2 separate regions of the Oryctolagus cuniculus genome follow, and region 1 is linked to region 2. A link is a contact called in public Hi-C data. All regions are on one chromosome and are shown on one strand. Each heading gives the region's core, a stretch centred on a gene start, on an enhancer-like site or on the middle of the called end of the contact. The rest is flanking DNA. Distances are from core to core; before and after follow the strand shown.

What was found. A called contact is a pair of places that touch in the nucleus more often than the background predicts.
Region 1: a Hi-C map of an unstated tissue shows a contact between it and region 2, with 2.8 times the contacts expected there. The contact joins the promoter of RFTN1 here to the enhancer-like site in region 2. A contact is called at or near these places in 4 of 6 Hi-C or Micro-C datasets (ear pinna, psoas muscle, skin fibroblasts and 1 more).

The regions. Positions count from the first base shown.
Region 1 is chr4:152,118,904-152,124,389 of mOryCun1.1, forward strand. RFTN1 (raftlin, lipid raft linker 1) reads right to left here and starts at 3,002. Exons shown (of 10, transcript XM_002716182.5): 1 at 2,827-3,002.
Region 2 is chr4:151,855,392-151,860,193 of mOryCun1.1, forward strand. The region is part of intron 5 of OXNAD1 (oxidoreductase NAD binding domain containing 1); the gene reads left to right. Among named protein-coding and RNA genes, the nearest start is that of OXNAD1, 33 kb to the left of the region's middle. Within about 2 kb of position 2,475, at least 1 of the 8 cell types and tissues checked has an H3K27ac peak or open chromatin away from gene starts, as enhancers often do.

The DNA.
Region 1 (5,486 bases), core at 1,752-4,251, 260 kb after region 2:
GGCACAGCTCCGGCCGTTGCGGCCAATTGGGGAGTGAACCATTGGATGGAAAACCTCTCTCTCTCTCTCTTTTTTTTTTTTTCTCTCTCTCTGCCTCTCCTCTCTCTGTGTAACTCTGACTTTCAAATAAATAAATAAATCTTTTTTTAAAACGGGATGGGGGAAAGGTAGCATCACAGTGCTCTCTCCTTACTCTATCACATTAGAAATTCAGCAAGGTTGGGGCCAGTGCTGTGGCACAGCAGGTTAAACCACCACCTGCAGTGCCGGCATCCCATACGGGCGCTGGTTCGAGTCCCGGCTGCTCCACTTCCGATCCAATTCTCCACTAATGCACCTGGGAAAGCAGTAGAAGATGCCCCAAGTCCTTGGGCCCCTGCACTCGTGCGGGAGACCCGGAAGAAGCTCCTGGCTCCTGCTTCAGCCTGTCCCAGCACCGGTCATTGTGTCCAACTGGGGAGTGAACCAGCGGATGGAAGACTCCTCCATCTAGCTATGCCTTTCAAATAAATAAATGTCAAAAAAAAAAAAAAATCAGCAAGGCACCCAGGCCCACCAAGCCATGGGCCGTCCTGGTTTCAATCCTACTGGAGCTTTACAGGAACTCCCATCACTCATGCCAAAGATTTTCTGCCTGTTTCCCTACAGACAAAGCGGTTACTTGAATGTAAGCCAAAAATTCCCGCTCAAGAGGGAGACAGAACTCCCTGACTCGGATTCCCAATTTATTCTTTCAATCCCTGCACCAAATTTATTAGCTAACTGCACAGCACTCCATTTCCCTTTGCCCCACGCCCATGCAGCCAAAAAACAAACAAAGAAAACCCAGGCCAGACACTTGATCCACAAATGCAGCCAGAGGCTACGGGGGGCTTGAATTCCTCGGGGCAGGCCAGAAGCCCCGCGGAGGGCAAAAACAGAGGATGCAGAGCTCAGGCCGAGGTTAGAGTGACTTCATGAGGTTAGCGCACAGGCACGGAGAAGCCCGGACAGCTTGTTGCTGGAGCCGGCTGTAGGGTTTAAGTGACATCTGGGGTCACTTGAACTTGGTGGGGATTCAGCTGCTCAGAGGTACCAATGAGGAATGCGCCGGCCCTGCCCCCAGTCTCTCACATTACACGCGGCTTCCTTCCCCGCCCGGCCCCACTTATCCTGGGATGACACTCGCTGGCCGGCCCGGGCTGCCCAGCACCTGGGAACCCCGGAACTCAGTGCCGACCAGGGGCCGCTGCTGGGCACCGGGGCGGCCACTCGCGGAGCTCTGTCTCGGACTTTTTTATTATTTAAAAAGCACTTTCCTCGGAACAAACTCGCTGACACCACCCAGCGTCCCCGAGGACCACACAGGGCGGCCGAGCGCGAGCACCAGGGAGCGCGCCCGGGGCTGGCATGAGCAGCGGCCTCCGCCGGTTTCTCCCCGAGGCGAAGGGCAGCAGCCCCAGCCCCGGGACGCGCCGAGCGCGCCACGGTCAAGTGAGCCTCCGAAACAGACGTCCCCCTCCTCCCCGCAGCCGCCCACCCAGCCTGGAGAGCCCTGAGCCCGGCAAAGTGGGTTGGGGTGAGGGGAGAAAAAAAAATCCCCTGCAGCCAGGGAGACGTTGCCTCTGGCGCCGGGGACTCCCGGCGAGCCGGGTCTCTTCCCCCGAGCGCGTGGCGCGTGTGCGCCCGCCCACTCCGTACCCCTGCCCGGGAGCGAACTGCACCCGGGCGCACGCAGAGAGGCGGCCCGGGTGCCCTCTCCACCCTGCGCTCCGGCAGCCTGGACTCCGTGTCCCGCTCCCGCCCGATCTCAGCCGAGGACCAGGGCGGCAGCGTGTCCCAGACCCACCTGTAGCCTCAAAGCTCCCCCTCCACGACCCTTCTGGGTGCCCTGAACCGCAGAGCCCACGACCCCACAGGCTGCTCCGGGAAGCCTCTCCCCGCGCCGCGCCAGGGATTCACACCCACCTCACCTCCCGAAAGAAAGTTGGCCCAAGGACACCACCCCCCCCGCGACCACACATGGGCCCTTCCCCGTGTCCGGCTAGCGCCGGGGGATCCTCCCGCCGCTCCGGCGCCCAGGCACAGGTCACCTGCAGGGGTCGGGGAGCGCCACGCGGACTCGACCGGCCGGCCGGGCACCGGGTCTGCGAGGCCGCAAGGAGGGCTCCGCGCCCGCCGACACCCCCCACCTACCTTTCGGGGACCGGCCGCGGAGAAGGCGCGGGCGCGGGCTCCCCGAGATTGCGCGCGGCGTCCCGGGAGCAAAGTTTGCGCGGTGCACAGGCGGCGGCGCGGGAGGGCGTGGGCGCCGGGGCGGGGCCGGGCGGCGGCGGCGGCGTCCGTCCCTCCGGCGATCAGCGCGTCGGTCCCGGCCCGGAGCCCGCGGCTGCCGCGCTCCCGCGCTCGCTGCGCCCCGCGCCCCGCGCCCGGCGCGCTCCGGCTCCAGCCCCGCCGCGCCCCCGCCGCCGCGCGCCCGCCCGCCCGCTACACTTCCTCTTCCTCTGAACTCATGGGCGAAATATGCGTCGCGGCGTCTTCGGGGGAGCCGCGCGGCCTCAGCAGCCCTCGCCCTCTGCGACCCGCGCCGCCAGCAACCCGCGAATCCGAGGAGCACAGACCCTCCCTCCTCGCCCCTGCTAACCCAGCGTGTGCGCGGCCTGGGGAGCGCAGCCGGGATGCCATCCAGGGGCCGGGGGCTGGGGTGTAACGAGAGGACCCGTCTCCGCCCGTTCCACAGGTGGCAGCCTCCCGGGCGTCGCGAATTACTCCTCGGGAGTTAGCGATGCTCGTCACACCCTCTCGTGCCTACCTCACTTGGGCAGCGGTTTGAAAAACCAATCTTACCTGGCAACTTGGGGCCGACCTAGAAGATGGTCTAAAGAAAGCCGCGCGTCCGGGCTGCCTTAGCCTGGTGAAAATGGGCGGCGGCGAGCCCGCGATGAGGGACTTTCCTTGTTGGAACTGTTTTCCACAACAGCACGCTTGTGGTGCAGGGCGGAGAGGCGGCACCTAGTCCCAAATGGTCAGTGCGGGAAGACTTCCCCGCTGCTGTACCTGGTGACGGTACGGGACCGGAGTGGGGACCTGCTGCCCTGGGCCTCTTCCTCCCGGGTTCCTGTGTGGGACCGTGTTTGGGTGGCAATCTGTCAGCGTCGTCATCGGGGCCCTGGCACAAGGAGGCTGCAGCCATCTAGCGAACCATGTCCATTTTCTGCTTGTGCGAAGAAGGGTCCTGAGACATGCTCCCCTCCCCCCGCCCCCGCCAGGGAGGGCTGATGGAGGCCCCAGGGGTGTTACAAGGAGGTCCTTTTGGTGCTAATAACCCCACACCCAGGGCAACGGAGGGGTCTTTGGTTTCCAGAAACTTGGCACCAGAGCGCACAGATTTTCTTCTTCCTTGTTTTTCTGTGGCCGTTTTGGTTCTGTTTTCCTGCCCCTCTCCCACCCCCCACTTTGTTTCCTGGGTTCCCCCTCCCCGCCCCCCACCTCCTGTCTTGGTGTCAGCACCGCACCACCATCACGTTTCTCTCCCCCTCCCGGGGGGGGGGGGGTAACAAGACAAGGCTAGCTACCCGCCCCGCGCAGGTTCAGCTGGGAGTCTGTGCAGCGGTGCCACTGATGGTCTTGCACACCCACCAGGAAGCCACAGACAGAGAAGGGTCTTTGTGTTGTGTAAGGGCCCCAGGCCCTGAGCGACTTAGGCCCACCTGAAACTGTCCTTCGAGGGTCCCCACACTGGGGAAAGAAATTAACCTTTACAAGTGTTAACCAGACTTCACAAGTGTGTGTGTGTGCTTCTCAAAGTTAAAAAAAAAATAATAACTAAATAAGATAGAGAAAAGGGGGAGGTGGCTTGCAGGATAAGCTGGTGGCTGTTGGGGGAGGTGGTTAATTTCCTTTAAGCAAATCATTTCCACCTGATCGGGTTTGCACCGAGTTGTTTTCTTGTTTGGAACACCGGGTCCTGGAGGTTAATAAGCTATCCTGATTGTTTCCATTTTCTTGTGCTCAGTATCCTCCTGAGTACTGACGGCCTGGAGATGTCTTAGATGACTTCGCCTGTTTGGGTTTGGCTTGCCGAGGCTTTCTCAAGCTCCTGGATGTGCTGATGCTTCCAACCTAACACATAGTAGGTGTTCAAAAAATAAATATACTGATAGGAGGGGTAGGTGAGTCATTAGCATCCTGATACCTTTTTTAAAGGTTGCTTGGTTGGTTTGAAAAACAAAGCAACAAAGAGAGGGGAAGAGACCACAAGAGACAAAGAAATCTCCCAGGGGCTGGCCTGTAGCAATAGTAGGTTAGGCCATGGCCTGTGGTGCCAGGGGCGCTGGTATCCTATGTAAGTTTCAATTCCTGCTGATGGCCTGGAAAGCAGTGGAAGATGGCCTAAGTGCTTGGGCCCCTGCACCTGCATGGGAGACTCGGAAGAAGCTCCTGGATCCTGGCTTTGGACTGGTCCAGCTCCACCCATTGTAGCCATCTGGGGAGAGAACCAGTGGATAGAAGACCTCTCTCTGTGTCTCTTCCTCTCTCTCTCTCTCTCTCTCTCTCTGTAACTCTGCCTCTCAAATAAATAAATAAATCTTTAAAAAGAGAGAGAGAAAAATTGTCCATCAGCTGGTTCACTTCCTGAATACCCATAACAGCCAGGGCTGGGCCAGGCTTTGAAGCCAGGAGCCCAGAACTCCATTCAGGTCTTGCACATGGGTGGCACTTACTCAAGCACTTGGGCCATCTTCCGTTGCCTTCCCAGGCACATTCGCAGAAAGCTGGGATGGAAGCAGAAGGGTGGGAACTTGAACTGGCACTCTGATACTGGATGCAGGTGTCCCGAGCAGCAGCCTAACCCACTGCCCCACATCCACATCATTTAGAGCTCCGTAACCTACATTCAGCAATCATCAGAGTATTCTAATTCTTTCACCTAGAATACCCAATGAGGAGCCAGTGGCTGGATTTGCTTGTGTTGTGCGCAAAGCTCTCTCCATTTTCCACTCGGCTGCTGTGCACTGGTCAGCCAGCGGATAGATCTCGGGCAGCTGGGCCTTACCTCCAACTGACCTCGCCTACCCAGCATCAACCCCAAAGATGCTGGAACTGCATCCTGGTGGGTTACCTTGGCAACCTCACAATGTCATCTGTTAGAATGTCCTAGGGCGGCAGCTTTTAATTCTATCACAGCGGTCTCATCGGGGGTCATGTAATAGTGCTGGTTTTGCTCTGCTCACACTTCCTCCCCCTATGATTTAACACTAAGTACTCAGGGAGGGAGCCGAACACGGGGGAAACCAAGCTATTACTGCACGACAGGTCACAGATGGCCCCAGAACTGGGGTCCCGAGTGTGTGGAGTCGATAAAACGCAGGCCCCAAGTTAATGGGGAAGCTGAGCCTCTCCGACCCCCCGTGGAAAGGAGAGGCGTTAAGCCAGCCTGGGCAAGTGGCGGAAGCAGCCGTTCGTGTAAAAGCTCAGGGAGGGGAGCCCCCGCTGGAGCAAGTCTC
Region 2 (4,802 bases), core at 1,225-3,724:
ATGCCCGGAGCTATGCTGATCCAAAGCCAGGAGCCAGGAATTTCCTCCGGGTCTCCCACTTGGGTGCAGGGGCCCAAGGACTTGGGCCATCTTCTGCTGCTTTCCCAGGCCATAGCAGAGAGCTGGATAAGAAGAGCAGCCCGGGACTAGAACTGGCGCCCATATGGGATGCTGGTGCTTCAGGCCAGGGCATTAACCCGCTGCACCAGAGCACCGGCCCCAAATTTTTAAAACTTTTAATTCACTTATTTTCATTTTTTTTAATTTGAGAGGCAGGAGAGAGTCAGACAGACTGACACATCTTTCATGTGCTGTTTTCCCCCACCAAATACCTACAACAGCCAGCGCTGCGCCAGGCTACAGCCAGGAGCCCAGATCTCAATCCACGTCTCCCATGTGGTTTTTAGGGTCCAAAAGTACTTGAGCATCATCTGCTGTCTTCCCAGCTGCACATTAGCAGGAAGCTGGATCCAGAGTGGACCCAGGACTTGAACCAGACACTCCAGTATGGGATGGGCTGTCCCAAGTTGGTGTCCTAACTGCTGGGTCAGATGCCACCCTTCTGACAGATTTTGATGAAATATGTATTGTGCATACTTTCTTAAAGCCATTCAGATGGAATTTTTACATAATTTGGATTCTTTATCTTTTAATGGAGATGTCCTTTTTTCTGAAGATATCTTTCCTAGAGAACAAGGTTTGCTTCTGCTCACATCTTTATCAACTTGGAGCAGCAGAGGGCGCCATAGTTCAGCAGATGCAGCAAAAGCTCATTGATGGATTTATTATTTAAAAATGGAATAGTGGAGATTCTGCCTACCTCCTGTCTGCCAGCATCTACTACTGGGCTAATAAATGCAAACTATTGTCTTTTAAATGTTCGGCTGAAACGAGAAGGAAGTTAAAGTATTTCCACAAAAGAGTTGAGTGACAATGGGTAGGTGAAGGCTGAGGACTTTAGGGGAGCATTTCCAATCCAGCCTGGTTTTTTTAAGACTGTTAAAAATGACCGAATATTTAAAGCCATAGATTAGATGAGGTCTTTTAAGGTCATAGATTCAGTCGGTAAAGAACACCCTGTTTTTCATGAAAGCCTGCGTGTGGGAAACAACCATGGGAAGATGATCCTGGCTTCTGATGGCTGGGAAACACCTGGGTTGGATGTTTAAGTTTCCCAGACGTACAGCAGGTGAGAGTTTTGTTTTTCCAGGTACTAATACATTTTTCTTTCCTTGGTAAGTGACAAGATTTATTGTAATTTCTAGAATCACCACCACAAAAGGGTTCCTGTGGCATAGAATTGTTGAAGGTTTGAAATTCATGAGGTCTTAGGGGTGTGGTGGGAAGAAAAGAAAAGGCTTTGGAAATCAGAAGTCCCCGTCAGCTGGTTTAATTGGCAAATGCCTGTGAAGGAGTTTTTGTTGTCTCCTCCTCCCTCCCCCCCTTTTAAAACAGTAGTTTACTAAGATAGAATTCACATATAAAATTCATGCATTTAAAGTGTACAGTGAAGTGATCTTCTAGTGCGTTCAGAGATGTGCAGTCATTGGCACACTCAGATTATAAAATGCTTTTGTCATCCCATAAGGAAACCTTGTGCTGTTTTACCATTCATTCATTCTCTGGCCTCCTGGCCTCCTGAGACAACCTCTCATGCACACTCTGTCTCAAGGTGTGCCTCTCCTGGACCTTTCTCTGTATACACACATTAGTGTTAACTTGTATTTTTATAATATCCTACAAAGGTTGTATACGTTTTTGGATTAACATATAATCATTGTACATATTTAGGGCAACTGTAGTATTTCAAGACATTCATGCAGCATGTATCAATCAAATCACAGTAATTAGCATTTCATTTCCTTATCATTGCTTTCTGTTTGGTGCCTTCAGGTTCCATTCCTTGTAAAATATATATTAGGTTGTGGTAAGCTATAATCACCTCCACTGTGCTGTGGACCACTGGAACATACTTCCTTTTATCTCACTATTTTGATACCCTTTATCCAAACAAACTCCTTGTAATCCTTTTACATTCAGTTCAACATTGGGTTTGGTTGATTGGTTTTTTAAGCATCTTCATTTGAGAGAGAATGTATGGTGTGTGTCTCTTTGTGCCTGGCTTATTTCACTTACATAATGTTATTCTGGCCATTTCCTGTCAGTGGTGTTGTGTGTGTGTGTGTGTGTGTGTGTGTGTGACTGGCTCCTTTCCCTTAGCGTGATTTCAAGGCTCATCTGTATTGTACCATATGTTAGTGATTCATTCCTTTGTGTGGCTATACCACATTCGTCAGCTGATGGACATTCAGATTGCTTCCTCTTTTGGGCCACCATGAATAACGGTGCCATGGATGTTTGTGTAGTTTTTGAGCAGACATAGATTTTCATTTCTCTTAAGTGTAAAGCCAGGAAGGGAACTGTTGGATCAGATGGTAACTCTGTGTGACATTTGTAGGCACTGCCAACTGTTTTCTATACTGACTGTATCATACACTCCCACCAGCAATGTGGAAAGGGTTCCAATTCCTTCCGATTCTCCCTTACACTTGGCTATTTGTCTTTTTGATTATAGCCATCCTAGTGGGTGTGAAATGATAGCTCATTATGGTTTTGATTTACATTTCCCTACTGACTAACTATGCTGAACATCTTTTCATGTGCTTATGAGCCACTTATATACCTTCTTTGAAGAAATGTTAATTAAAATCCTTTGTCTGTTTTTATTTGGGTTATCTTTCTATTACAATCTGAATACAAGTCCCTTAATAGAGGCATTATTTGGAAATATTTTCTCTCATTCTGTAGGTTTTCCTTTAACTTTCTTGATGGTATCATTTGTAGCACACAGTTTTTGATCTTGGTGAAGTCTATTTTGTTAGGTGTTTTTTTTTCCCCTTGTGGTTTGGTATCATAGCTAAGAAACCATTGGCATAAATATATACTCTTGTGTTTTCTCCTAAGAGTTTATCATTTTGGCTCTTATATTTAAGCTTATACCCCATTTTGACTTAGTTCTTGTATATGGTATCAGGTAGAAGTCCAACTTGATTGTTTTCATGTGGATATCTACTGATCCCAGTACCACTTGTTGAGTAGGTTATTCTTTTACCATTGAATTTTCTTGGCATCCTTGTCCAAAATCAGTTGGTTATAAATTAAAGGGTTTATTTTTGGATTCTTAATTCCTTTCCATTGATGTACATGTTTATTGTTAGGTAGTATTACAATGCCTTCATTATAGTAACTTTTTGAAATCAGGAAATATAAGTCCTCCAAACTTATTCTTTTCCAGATTATTTTGATGATTCTGGTTCCTTGAATTTCCATATGAATTTTGCAATCAACTTGTCAATTTCTGCAGAGAAACCAGCTAGAGTTTGGTTGGTGTATTACATTGAATTTGGAGAGTGTTGCCATTTTAACAATATAGTCTTCTAACCCGTGAACTTGGAATATCATCCTATTTATTTAGATCTTTAATTTTTTCAAGAAAAAGATTTGTTTATTCGAAAGGCAGAGTTATAAAGTGAAAGAAAATAAAAGAGAAAGATTTTCCATATACTGATTCATTCCCCAAATGGCTACAGTGGCTGGGGCTGGGCCAGGCCAAGGCCAGGAGCCAGAAGCTTTATCCTGGTCTCCCACATGGGCCCAAGCACTTGGACCATCCTCCACTGCTTTTCCCAGGTCATTAACAGGGAGCTGGATCCAAAGTGGAGCAGCCAGGACTTGAATTAGTGCCCATGTGGGGTCCTGGGATTGTAGGCAGCAGCTTAACCCACTGCACAACACTGGCCCAATTTTTTTCAACTATGTTTTGTATTTTTAATGTACAAGTCATATACTTATTTTGTTAAATTTAAGAGGCCAGCGCTGTGGTGTAGCAGGTAAAGCTGCTGCCTACAGTACTGGCATCCCATATGGGTGCCAGTTTGAGTCCTGGCTGCTCCACTTCCAGTCTAGCTCTCTGCCTTGACCTGGGAAAGCAGTAAAAGATGGCCCAAGTCCTTGGGCCCCTGCACCCATATGGGAGATCTGAAAGAAGCTCCTGGCTCCTGCCTTCAGATTTGCACAGCTCCAGCCATTGCAGCCATTTGGGGAGTGAACCAGTGGATGGAATACCACCCACCTCCTCTCTCCCTCTGCCTCTCTGTAACTCTGCCTTTCAAATAAATAATTTAAAAAATTATTTCCCATTATTCTTTTTTATACTGTTATTAACAGAATTGTTTTTCTAAGCTTCACCTTTGGAATATTTCTAGTGTAGTTGATTTTTGTATATTGATCTAATATCCTTCAACTTTATTTGAACTTGTTGTTCAAGGTGAACTCCCTGGGATTTTCTGTGTGCAAGACTATCTTGTCATCAACTTTCTCCTCCCCAGTCTGGATGCCTCTTATTTCATTTTCTTATTTGCGTTGGCTAGAACTTCTAGTGCGATGGTAAGTGGAAGTGATGAGAGTAGACGTCTTTTGCCTGTTTCTGTTCTTCAGGGAGGAAGTTTTAGCCTGTCACTATTACAGCATTAGTGCTGGGCCTTTAGTAGATGCCCTTTGTCAGGTTGAGGATGTTCCCATTTATTTTCCTAGTGTGTTGAGTGATTTTGGTATAAAACGGTGTTTTTGTCAAATACCCTTTTTGCAACTATTGAGATAATCGTGTGGGTTTTATCTTTTATTCTAAGTATTGTATTACATTGATTTTTTTCTTTTTTTGGAACAAGAGCAATACTTCAGATATGTGATTCTGGTCTGCTTCCAAGGCTTGCTTCTACATTTTTTCCTTCACCCATTCACAC